Linked DNA regions of Mus musculus: region 2 is linked to region 1. A link is a contact called in public promoter capture Hi-C data. All regions are on one chromosome and are shown on one strand. The core of a region is the stretch at or near the end of the contact, and the rest is flanking DNA. Distances in the headings are between cores, read along the strand shown. Region 1 has its middle 3.0 kb from the start of Dubr. Region 2 overlaps Cd47 (CD47 antigen (Rh-related antigen, integrin-associated signal transducer)).

The links. Promoter capture Hi-C pulls out the DNA fragments that hold promoters and counts their contacts.
Region 2: a promoter capture Hi-C map of liver shows a contact between it and region 1, with 3 times the contacts expected there. The contact joins two enhancer-like sites. A contact is called at or near these places in 14 of 39 promoter capture datasets (the 3T3-L1 cell line, 3T3-L1-derived adipocytes, the C10 cell line and 8 more), 1 of 15 datasets of contacts at CTCF or cohesin (large pre-B cells), 3 of 484 Hi-C or Micro-C datasets (the G1E-ER4 cell line, adipose-derived mesenchymal stem cells and uterus), 4 of 115 datasets of contacts at active chromatin or transcription factors (bone marrow-derived macrophages, cardiomyocytes, craniofacial prominence and 1 more) and 2 of 9 other capture datasets (embryonic stem cells and liver).

Annotation. Positions count from the first base shown.
Region 1 is chr16:50,732,999-50,738,465 of GRCm38.p6, forward strand. No RefSeq gene overlaps it. Among named protein-coding and RNA genes, the nearest start is that of Dubr, 3.0 kb to the left of the region's middle. Within about 2 kb of position 3,668, at least 196 of the 459 cell types and tissues checked have an H3K27ac peak or open chromatin away from gene starts, as enhancers often do. A contact at or near this core is called in liver, where this site is marked.
Region 2 is chr16:49,871,288-49,876,421 of GRCm38.p6, forward strand. All of the region lies in intron 2 of Cd47 (CD47 antigen (Rh-related antigen, integrin-associated signal transducer)), which reads left to right. Among named protein-coding and RNA genes, the nearest start is that of Cd47, 18 kb to the left of the region's middle. Within about 2 kb of position 3,459, at least 11 of the 459 cell types and tissues checked have an H3K27ac peak or open chromatin away from gene starts, as enhancers often do. A contact at or near this core is called in liver, where this site is marked.

The DNA.
Region 1 (5,467 bases), core at 2,418-4,917:
TCAGAATAAGCGATTTTTCTCCATCGGGGTTTCTCAAGCACCCGTGGTGGTAGAGATTCGGGCTAGGTGATCATACAATGTGTCCATAAGGTGAAGTGACTTAGTATTTTGCAGCATCCCCGATTTCTAGTCTCTGGGTGGCAGCTTCAATCTCCACCCCTCTTATCTCCCTGATTCTGAGCAACAAGAATATACTCGAATTCTGCTACGTATGTGCCCATATTTGACTACAGGCTTAAAATACAGCAGGGGTCAAGAAATGTAACAAGTTTAGTAACCTCTATCTGATAGAGTTAATATGATTTAATTTCCTCAGTTGTTCCAAAAAATATTCAATTTTTACTTTATCGTTTGTTGGTAGAATTTAAATCTAGGATTAAGTTGATTACATAACACATTTAGATGTCAATTATCGGTCTTCATTCCATTTAGTTCAGTTCTCCACCCCCTCTTTGCTGTTTTCTTGACATTGACTAGGATGGGTCTCCTCCCAGAGTATCCTTCACTCTCTCTATTTGACTGTTTCTGCATATTGGTAAGACTGGTGGAAATTTTACCTAGATGATTTTTCGGTTTTCAAATGACTGTCTACCTATTCTAACAAGATAACTTTATAAAATTCCTTTTCCTCTTTACTTCTAGGGATGTGAGATACCACCTATGTCAATTTCTACACTGTACATGAGTCCTGATCTATATAATTTTTCTTTTCCACATTGATTAGATATTGTCATATTCGAAATTTATCCTTTTTAATTGTAGTCTGTGCAGCGTATTGCAATGTCTGAAAGGGCTTAGGCCTGCCTCATTGCGGCTTGCTTTTACATTATTTTTTCCCATATAAACAATAGAATATAGCTTCATTAAAATACTTTTGGAGAAACGGAGAATAATTTGATGTGCTTTCCCATTGGAGAACGGAATTTATCTTTCCTTTTATTGAAAATCCAGTTCTGTGACATTCAACAAGACTTTCTAGTGTTTTCCATATAGGATGCTTACATGTCTTGCTTATAGCGTAGTCCCTTTTGCATCTGCACTGTAAAAGAGCCTCATCCTATCTCTTCTTCCTCATGAGTGCTTGTTGCCCCAAACGACGACCATAATTTCTGTATGTAATTTTATATCTTGCTGTTAGGTTTAATTTGTTGCTGATTCAGGAGCTTGTCATCGGAGAACATCTTGCTTTTATGTCATTGTAGCCGTTATCCACTAAAGCTCAGACTGCCCTTGCTTGGCTCTTCTTACCTGACAGAGCTCCAAGGGTCTCCATGCGAGCGTCCTTCCTTCCTGAGGTGATATCAGCTCCCGTGTCAGCTCCCAGGCTTATTCCGGGGTGGTTCCCACTGTGTTGTTCCAGACTGAAAACCAACCGTTGCCCAGGGAGCCCTTACAGCTTCTGAGGCAGCCAGCTGACTGCAGCCTGTGAGCTTCAGGATGCTCATTGGCTTGGCATGGCTTCTGACTCTTCCACAAAATATTTAGAAAATATGTAATTTTTTTAAAGAGAGAAAAATAAAAGCCAATTTGTGGTAACAGTAATCTTCTACGTGAAAGATGATAGTATATTTGCTTACCCAATATTTTATCTCACCTCCTCTCTTTCAGGCTGAAAAGGATGAATCCTGCATTGTATGATGGTTTGCCTTTCCCTAGTAAAATGCCAAATGTGGTTAATCTATTAGGATTTGTTTCATGTTGCTTAGTCAAAAATAAAATTAAATAAATCTGCGGGAAAAAAACTATTGTTTTTAAATATATTTTTGAGTGGGATAATTAACTTATTTATTTATTGTTTTTTTTGTTTGTTTGTTTGCTTTTTGTTTTTTGAGACAGGGTTTCTCTGTATAGTCCTGGATGTCTGGAACTCACTTTGTAGACCAGGCTGGCTTTGAACTCAGAAATATGCCTGCCTCTGCCTCCCAAGTGCTGGGATTAAAGGTGTGCGCCACTATGCCTGGCTATTTATTTCTTTTACCATTTATTTATTCACTTTGCATCTGATTGCAATCACCCCTCTTCCCAGTCCCCTCTCTTATGACCCCTCCCCTCCCCATTCACCTTTCCCTCTGAGCGGGGGTGGGGTGGGGCGGGGGAGTCTCCCTTTCTTATCAATGTACCCTGGCACCTCAGGTCACTGCAGGTATATCCTCTCCCACTGAAACGCATTTATTTCAGTTCCTAGTTTGTATTGATGATCTCTCATTTTTATTCTGAACATTCTTCAGCTGATCTTAAAGATTATTGTTGTGGGGTTTTTTTTCTAGAAATTCTCAGAATCAACTGAGATTGATATTGAGATTTAATAGATAAAATTTTCAAGGTCAGAGGATTTTTTAAGTTACGTTTTGATGGCTGTGGTTTCTGGTTTTATAATATAATTAATTAAAAAATATTGTTCATGTTATGTTTCTTCATGTACTTTATCAAGGTATGCCTATTTTTGCCTCTGAATGTAAATTCTAGGCAATTTTAATAAATAATTTTGTTAAATTGCAGCTGGTTTAAGAGATTGTGTTATACACTATTATTATTTATGTATTTCAATTTTTCTCTAAATTAATTGTAATTCTTTCTTTATGATTATGGGCTATATACTTTTTCATAACTTTCTTTTAACCACAAAACACAACATATGGAAAAATTCTTAAGATGTGCTTTATTTAGATGGTTTGGGGTCTAAGTTTCTCTTTTTTTATTTAAGAAAATTTCTGTTCTTTTTTATAAGCATTTTCTTGCTATTTTTTGTCTGTCATCCATCTTTTTTTTTTTTTTTTTTCCTGAAATTCTCATCATTCCTGACTTACTTTTACTTTTGTTGTTGTCTTTGGGTGTGGCAGGGTGGTGGTTTTATTTATGTGTGGCAGGGTGGTGGTTTTATTGGGATCAACCCTAGTTTTCCCCTTTTATAGAGAGTGAAGACATTAGTTGACTGATGGATTCTGTCCCAGTTGTCTAATTTATAATATTTAAATGTCTAATGTTAAATGTTTAATGTGACATTTAATAGCCATTATTGTTGAGAAAAGTGGACCAAGATTCATATAAGAAAGACTACGGAGAGAGTTGACCATCCCTTTACAGAAGTGGTTGGGAAAAGCCACCCAGAATGTGATTTTTGCACAAACACTTCAGATTGGTGAAGGAACGAGTGTTTTGGATAAATGAGGCAAGAATGTTCCTGGAACAGCGTGGGCTGAGGCCCGGCAGCAGCAGAATCCCCATGCTTGGATGCCTGATCACCTTTTACCCTTCCAAACCCCAATGATCCTTGACTATAATGATCTTCAGGTCTCTGATGTTTCAATGTGAACTTCGTATTCTACCTCCAGGTCCTCAGATAAAGATCTCAGCGATAGCTTTGGGCTGTTTATCCAAAGCTTTACGGCTACAGGGGACATTTTTGTTGTTGCAACATACACATTAATGACTAACGAGTATTCAAAAGGCACAAAAACATCCACTCTCTGTATTCAGAAATGATAGGATCTTTTGAAGCCATTTGGTTTAAACTAGCTTTATCTTTTAAAAGCACAAATCCTTAACAAACAAAACAGAAAACTGTATGGCAAAGAAAGTAGCAGGAAAAGAGAGAAAGCAAGGATGAGTTTAATTTGTAAACGGAAGGGCAGAATTAAGGATGGTAACAGCGAAGGGACAAACTTTGTATCTCTACGGGGGAATTACTTCTGCCTTCTCTACGTAGTTTATTTGAAACACTTGAACTTCCTCTTTCCCTTTTCCATTTTCCTCTTTACGTCTCATTTTCTTGAGCCCAGCTGTCACAGTGAAGTCTGCCTAAGTCACAATTCATATGGAAAACTGAACCGTGCATTGTAAAATAGGACACAAAACAAAAGACTTCATCGGAGCTGAGCTCATCGCTCTTACACAGACCAGCGCAAACCCTTCAACAGTGTTCCGCACAGCCTGGGACGGTTCCTGCATTCTTAGTGTGCTACTGCCCCCTGCTGGTCATGCGGCAGCATTGACTCCAGCCACGAAACCTTCTCCAGTAAGGAAACACTGCGTGTTTCCTGCTCGCTCTCAGAAAAGTTAATGAAGATTTGAACAGACCGGTTCAGAGACTCCGAATAAAAGAAACGATTAGAGTTTCTGTCTTGTTTGGGGGCGCTTTTCGTTTTGGGTTTTGTTTCGTTTTTCTTATGAGTTCAGTTCCCCTTTCAAGTTTGTGAGGGAAGCAAAACACAAGGTCAGTAAGGTAACGTAAAAACAACCAGGAGATTAAAAACTAAGGCGGAGGCAATAGAAGTACAAAAGGAGTAGGCGACGGCGATGTCCACGCAGCAAGGTCAAGGCAGTCAGTCCCATAAAACCCTGTCGCCTTCCCCTAGGTGCTCGAGCAGAAGCACACTTCATGGAGGAACCTGGGTGGGTCCTTTGTGAGGTTCGGTTTTGCTGCTGGATTTGGTTACAGATGTTTCTCAAAGCGATTAGGATTTGGATTGGGGCCTCTACGGCAGGTCCCCGGCACACAACCCATGGATCTCATTTCCTGAGTGGTTCTTAGACATCCAAACAGGTCAGGGTCTCTTTCTTGGATGTCAGCCAGGAGCAACTGCGAGGACCTGAGCGAGCTTAGGTGTTGGGTGTTATCAGTTCCAGGCTTCCACGCCCTGACTTGTGTGGGTTCCTGCAAACCAGCACCCAGTAGGCTGAAGCAGCAGGTACCAGGATCCGCCAAGTGGCCTGAGGCTCTGCGGATGCTAGAGCCTTACTCAGCATTTGAGCCAGCTCACTGTCTTTCTCTGTGAGTCACATGGTTAGAGCCAATTCTTCCGCCTTCTGCCTATTCACATCCTTATTACATCAGTGTAGGGTACCTGAGGAAGGCTCGGTGTGGGAAATTACAAGTTTGACTCCTTTCCACAGGCCTGATGACAGTGAAGCCCATGTTCAAAAGAGAGCTTACACTTAGGATTCTTGAATAAATACCAGTTTACCATTGTTTTACTGTGCTAAGTTCACAGTTTTCTGGCACTCTCTTCTGTCTTTGGGGGCTGTTTATAACCCAAGTTGTTACCAATTAACTGTCTTACTTAATTTGTAAATTGCATATGTAAATTGTATATCTTTTTTTAAAAAAAGGAAAAAGAAAAACTGTAAGCATTCAATGGTCCATAAATTTCTATAAGTTGGTGAGCCACAAATCTTCTCTCTAAGCACCCTACAGGATGTACTCCAGTTAAAGTTTTATATTTTTTTTTCCTTCTGAGGTTCAGGGACTCACATGCTGACGATGCTGGAACTCTGTCATTGAATAACATCCATGCATAGGTATGCATGCACAGTGCCCATACATGTCAAATATCATTTAATTATGTGCACATATGCTTCAATGTGTTTATGTGCACCATATACATACAGAAGCTCATGAAGAGCAGGGTCTGACTGGATAGTTGTGAATCTCTGTGTAGGTATTGCAAATTGAACCCGGGTCTCTGCA
Region 2 (5,134 bases), core at 2,209-4,708, 860 kb before region 1:
CATTCCTGTACCCTGTGTCCTTTGCCCACTCCCTGTCTTTTCTAATCATCCATTTTCATTAGTTGTTGGTCTCCTTTATAGCATTATAGATTTTTATTCCCCCCCCTCACACCCCCAGGCTAGGATCTGCATGTGAAAGAGAACATGTATCTTTTGTCTTTCCGGAACCATTGATTTTCCTGCAAGCTTCATTGGCTTGTTTTCTTGCAGCTGAATACAACCCTGTGTGTATGCGTACCACTTTTCATTATCCAGCCATGATTTACTTAGGCTGGTTCCATGTCCTTGTTGATGTGTGGAGGGCAGTGGTAACATGGTTGTGCACCGCTCTTTGGTAGAATATACAATCGTTTGGGAGTGTGGCTAAGAGTTGTAGCACAGTTAGGCTATACAATAGGTTTCTTAGAAACTTCCATATTTATTTCCATACTGGCTGGACTGCCACCAGCAATAAATAAATAAAATGTTGCTTCTTTCCTCGCATGAGGATGAGCATCTATTGTCAGATTTCTTGATGATAGCCATTCTGACTAGGATGAGATGGTATCTCAAAGTGGCTTTACTTTGCAATTCCCTGATGACTAAGGATGCTGAACACTCTTAAAAATATGCCTTGGCCGTTTGTGTTTCTTCTTTTGAGAATTGTTCATGCTATAGCCTACAGTTGTTTTGTTTCCCTTTAGTTTTCACTCTCTATAAGTTCTGATCTTAGCCTATTTGAGTATTTCAGTTAAAGATACTGTAGCTGTCTATTGCCCGGGCTGATAGTTTCTTTGCTGTGCAGAAACTTTAATTTTATGTAGTTCCATCTGTTGATTCTTGGAGCTGGTTCTTGCACTATTACAGATCTATTCTGAAAGTTCTTACCTAAACACTACTCTTTAAATGTATACTGTATATTTTCCTCTAATAACTTCAATGTTTGGGGTTTTAAATTAAGGTTTTTGATCCATTTCTAACTGATTTTCATACAGGATAAACAGAATAGATCTGAAGATTCTACAGGAAGACATCCAATTTGGCCATCACCGTTCTTTTGAATACGCTGTCTTTTTTTTTCAACTGCATATTTTTTTATATCTTTATTGGTTTCTATGTTCTGTTCCATTGGTATCCTTGCCTAGCTTGGCATCTGCATTTATCACTGTAGTTCTGTAGTGTGATTTGAAGTCATAAACACAATGCCTTCAGCTATGCTTTCCTCCTTAGGATACCTTTGGCCACTTATGGTCTTCTGTAGTCCCATGTGGATTCTTGGATTGGTTTTCCATTTTTTCTAGTTCTTTTAATAATAGCATTGGGATTCTGATATGAATTACATTGAGTCTGGTAAATGACTTTTGGTAATATAGACATTTCCATGATATTAATTTCCTCACCCCAGGAGTATGGGATGGCCTCTCTATTGTCTAGTGTTTCCTTTGATGTCCTTTGTCGGTGTTTTGAAGTTCTCACTGTTGATGTTTTTCACTCCCTGGGTTAATTCTATTCCTGTGTTGGGAATGACAAATCATTTTTTGTTTTGTGAGTTCACTGTTAGTATTTGTGAAGGCTACTGATTTTTATATATTTATTTTGTACCTTACAACCTTACTAAAAGTGTTTGTTTATGTTAGAGTCTATAGAGTCTTTCAAATATATATTCATACCATATGCAAATAGAGATAGTTTGATCTCTTCCCTTCCTGTTTCTATTCCTTTCATGTCTTCCTCTTGTTTCATTGCTGAAACTTCAAGCACTCCATTGACTTAGAACAGTGAAGTGGGTACTGTCTCATTCCTGATTTTAGAGACAGAGCTCTCAGTTGTGCCCTGTTTACTACAACGTTGCCTCTAAGGTATTTTCCTTTATTATTTTGCTATATATTGGCAATGTGGCATATATATATATATATATATATATATATACACACACACACACACACACACATATAAAACTTCCAGGACTTTTATCATGAAGGCACTTTGAAGTTTGTCAGACGTCTTTTCTCCATTATTGATATGATGATATAATCCTTAAGTTACCTTATATGGTATACACTTAGTGATTTGTGTATGTTGAACCACACCCATGGATGAAACTCACTTGATCATGATATAGGATCTTTTAAATATGTTCTTGAATTTAAGAAATTTGAAGTTTTGTACCTATGTTCCTAAGGGAAATTGCTATGTAGTTTTCTTTTCTTTTTTATGTCTTTGACACTAGCATAATAATAGCTTTGTAGGATGAATTTGGTGGTGTTCTTTCCCTTTCTATTCTGTGGAACAAATTGAGGACTGTTGGAATTAGATCTTCCTTGAAATTGTGGTAAAATTCAGCCATAATTCCATGTTATCCTGGGCTTTTCTTTGTGTGGGGACTTTTGATTAAAGCTTCAATCTTGTGGCTTGTAATGGGTCAATTTAAATTATTCATATCTTCTGTCTTTAATTTTGATAAATGATCTGCATTTAGAAATGCTTTCACTTCTTAGGTTTTTGTAGCTTTTTGGAGTGTGTGATCTCAAAATATTCCTCATGGTACTCTGGGGCACCTCCTTCTTTGTTTTTCTCAGGTTAGCTAAGGGTTTATCAATCTCATTAGCCAAGGCTTTGATCTTCAGTACTGTTCTTTAGTCCCTATATCATTTCTTTCTCTCACAAACTTTATGGTTCCCTGCCATTGCTGGGATTGGAGCTGTCCCCTTGCTTTTCCAGAGCATTGAAGTATATTTATGTGAGTTGAAGTGTTGTTTATATGAGATGTCTCTTCCTTATTAATACAAGTGCTTATCATCATGTACAAGATAGTCTTAGGACTACCTTGGCTGAATCCCAGAGGTTGTTTCTCTCTGGTTTCAAAATACAATTGTCTCGTATCTCACTATTTTCATAGTTTCTCTTCCTGTTGATTATTACTACGTGTATTTCCTGGTGTTCTGATAAAGAACAAAGAATTATCTCAGCTTTTTTTGTTTGTTTGTTTGACTTGTGACCTATTACTATTTTGTAATCAGTTTGGAATAAGTGGAAGATTGCAATGGGTTGTGTTGGGCAGTTGTATATTATTCTTTATGCTTCTTTGTCATGGTTTGTTCATTGCTAGGATGGATTAGTCTTTAAGTTTTAATTCTCTTTCTTCCAGTTCTATGTGGATGTTTGTTTGTTTGTTTGTTTTTCTGTGATTCTTGCTAGAATGGAGTGCTGTGTGACAATCCCCTGTGGAGACTGATCAAGTCTGATGTTGATCTTAGTGAAGGCATCTGAGATCACTGAGATATCTGGGCTTATCAGAGTGATAGCAGGGTCACTAATGGGCCACATACTGATCAAGTGTATTAAACTTGCTTGTCTCACTCTGAACGCTATAAACTTCTGAGAGATGGAGTCAGAATCCCAGTTGCTCACTACTAGAGCCAAAGGCATGGTTCCTGGTAAACACTGGAGCCAAAGATCCAGTCCTGTAGCAGACTCTAGGAATGTTGGAGTCAAAACCTCAGCTGTGCTGTGAACTTTGAGGCTATTGGCATCAAAGTCCAGGTCCTAGCAACTTTTATAGTTAACTCAGAGGAGGTTGCATTTTCATACATTTATACCATTAGACTTTGTTCTTATCTGTTTCCCTTACTGCCCTCCCCTGACCTTAACCCCTACAACTCATCTTTACATCAGCTTTGATGTCCCATGTAGCCCATCATCCTGTTTCTGTCTCTGTTTGCTTTAGACCTACAGAACCTTCTCAAGGTCTTCTATTTGCATGTTTTACATACAAACACTTAATCATTTACATATGTGTAAATGTATGTAAAACAAGAGGGACAGGTGAGGATGGCTTGTTTTACTTACCACAATGACCCCCAGTTCTAATTTCCCGAAGCTGTCATAATTTTATTCTTATAGCTGAATAAAACTCCATTGTGTGTATATACCATATTTTTTTCTCTGTTGATGGCCATGCGGGCTATTTTCTTGCCTTGGTTATTGTGAGTAGTGCAGCAATATAAGAATCCCTCAGGTTTACTGAGGACTCATAGATAGAGCGTGTCGTAGTTCTACTTTTAGTTTTTGGAGGGACATCTTTACTGATTTCCATTGTGTGTGTAAAGGCTCCACTTTCCATACATCCTTAGCAGTATTTATTGTCTGTTTTCCTAATGCTAGGCATTCTGGCTAGAATGAGATGGAATCTCAAAGCTAAGGATGTTTAACATTTCTTCACGTGTTCTTTCATTTCTTTGTCTTTCTCCCTCTGAAAACCGTTCGGGTCTCAAGCTCACTTGTTAAGTGGTTGCCTTGGGATGATTTGCTAACTGGATGATTTCTTTCTGAGAACTCTGTTCAGTTGTTGACCAGATGAATTGGTGTTTAATTTTTGGAGTTCTTTGTAGGATTTCGGCGATAATCCCCTGTCAGCACATTGTTACGAAAGGTATTCCCCCATCCTGTAGGTTGACTCTTTGTTCTTGGAGCCATTTTGAGTGGGAAAAGGAGTCAGTAAAAGAAACCTTGGCATACAACATCATTTTGGGAAGAATATGTGTTTGTTACCAGGATGATGTTTGTTTTGTGGACTTGGAGATTTAGGTATTACAAATCATTTTTACTGTGTTGTGCTTTTTGTGCAAATGTAAGCGTAAACAAGAAAGAGAAATTATCCAGGATGTAATTGAATTCCACTCAGTAGAACACAGGTAATGGTGAGCATTTGTTGCTTTGGAGCACAGGAGCTGACAGTGTGCAAACACTGAGTGACATTCATATGTTTCTAGGCCAGTGCTTCAGGACTTGAGTTCAGAGAAAGCTTTTTGTTTCCCCCCTTTTTGTTTTATACTTCATCATTTTCTAACCTGGGAAAACTTAAGAGGCTCAACTTACCCTGTGTTCAGGATCTTTAAAATGGTTATTAGTGTTTATTGAATAGTGGTTTTCATTCATGTGTATAATTTATTTTGATTGTATTCACCCCCATTACCCTCTCTGTCCTGTTCCCACTGATCTCCAATCTTCCTTCCAAATAGTTCCCCATCTTCTTTCACATCCTCTTTGAGTATGAGTATGTGATCCAAAGACTTTTGTAAGGGTTGCTTTTAGAAACATTGGGTGTGTGTGTCTGTGTGTTTGTATGTGTGTTGTGTGTGTTTTGCGGGGAGGA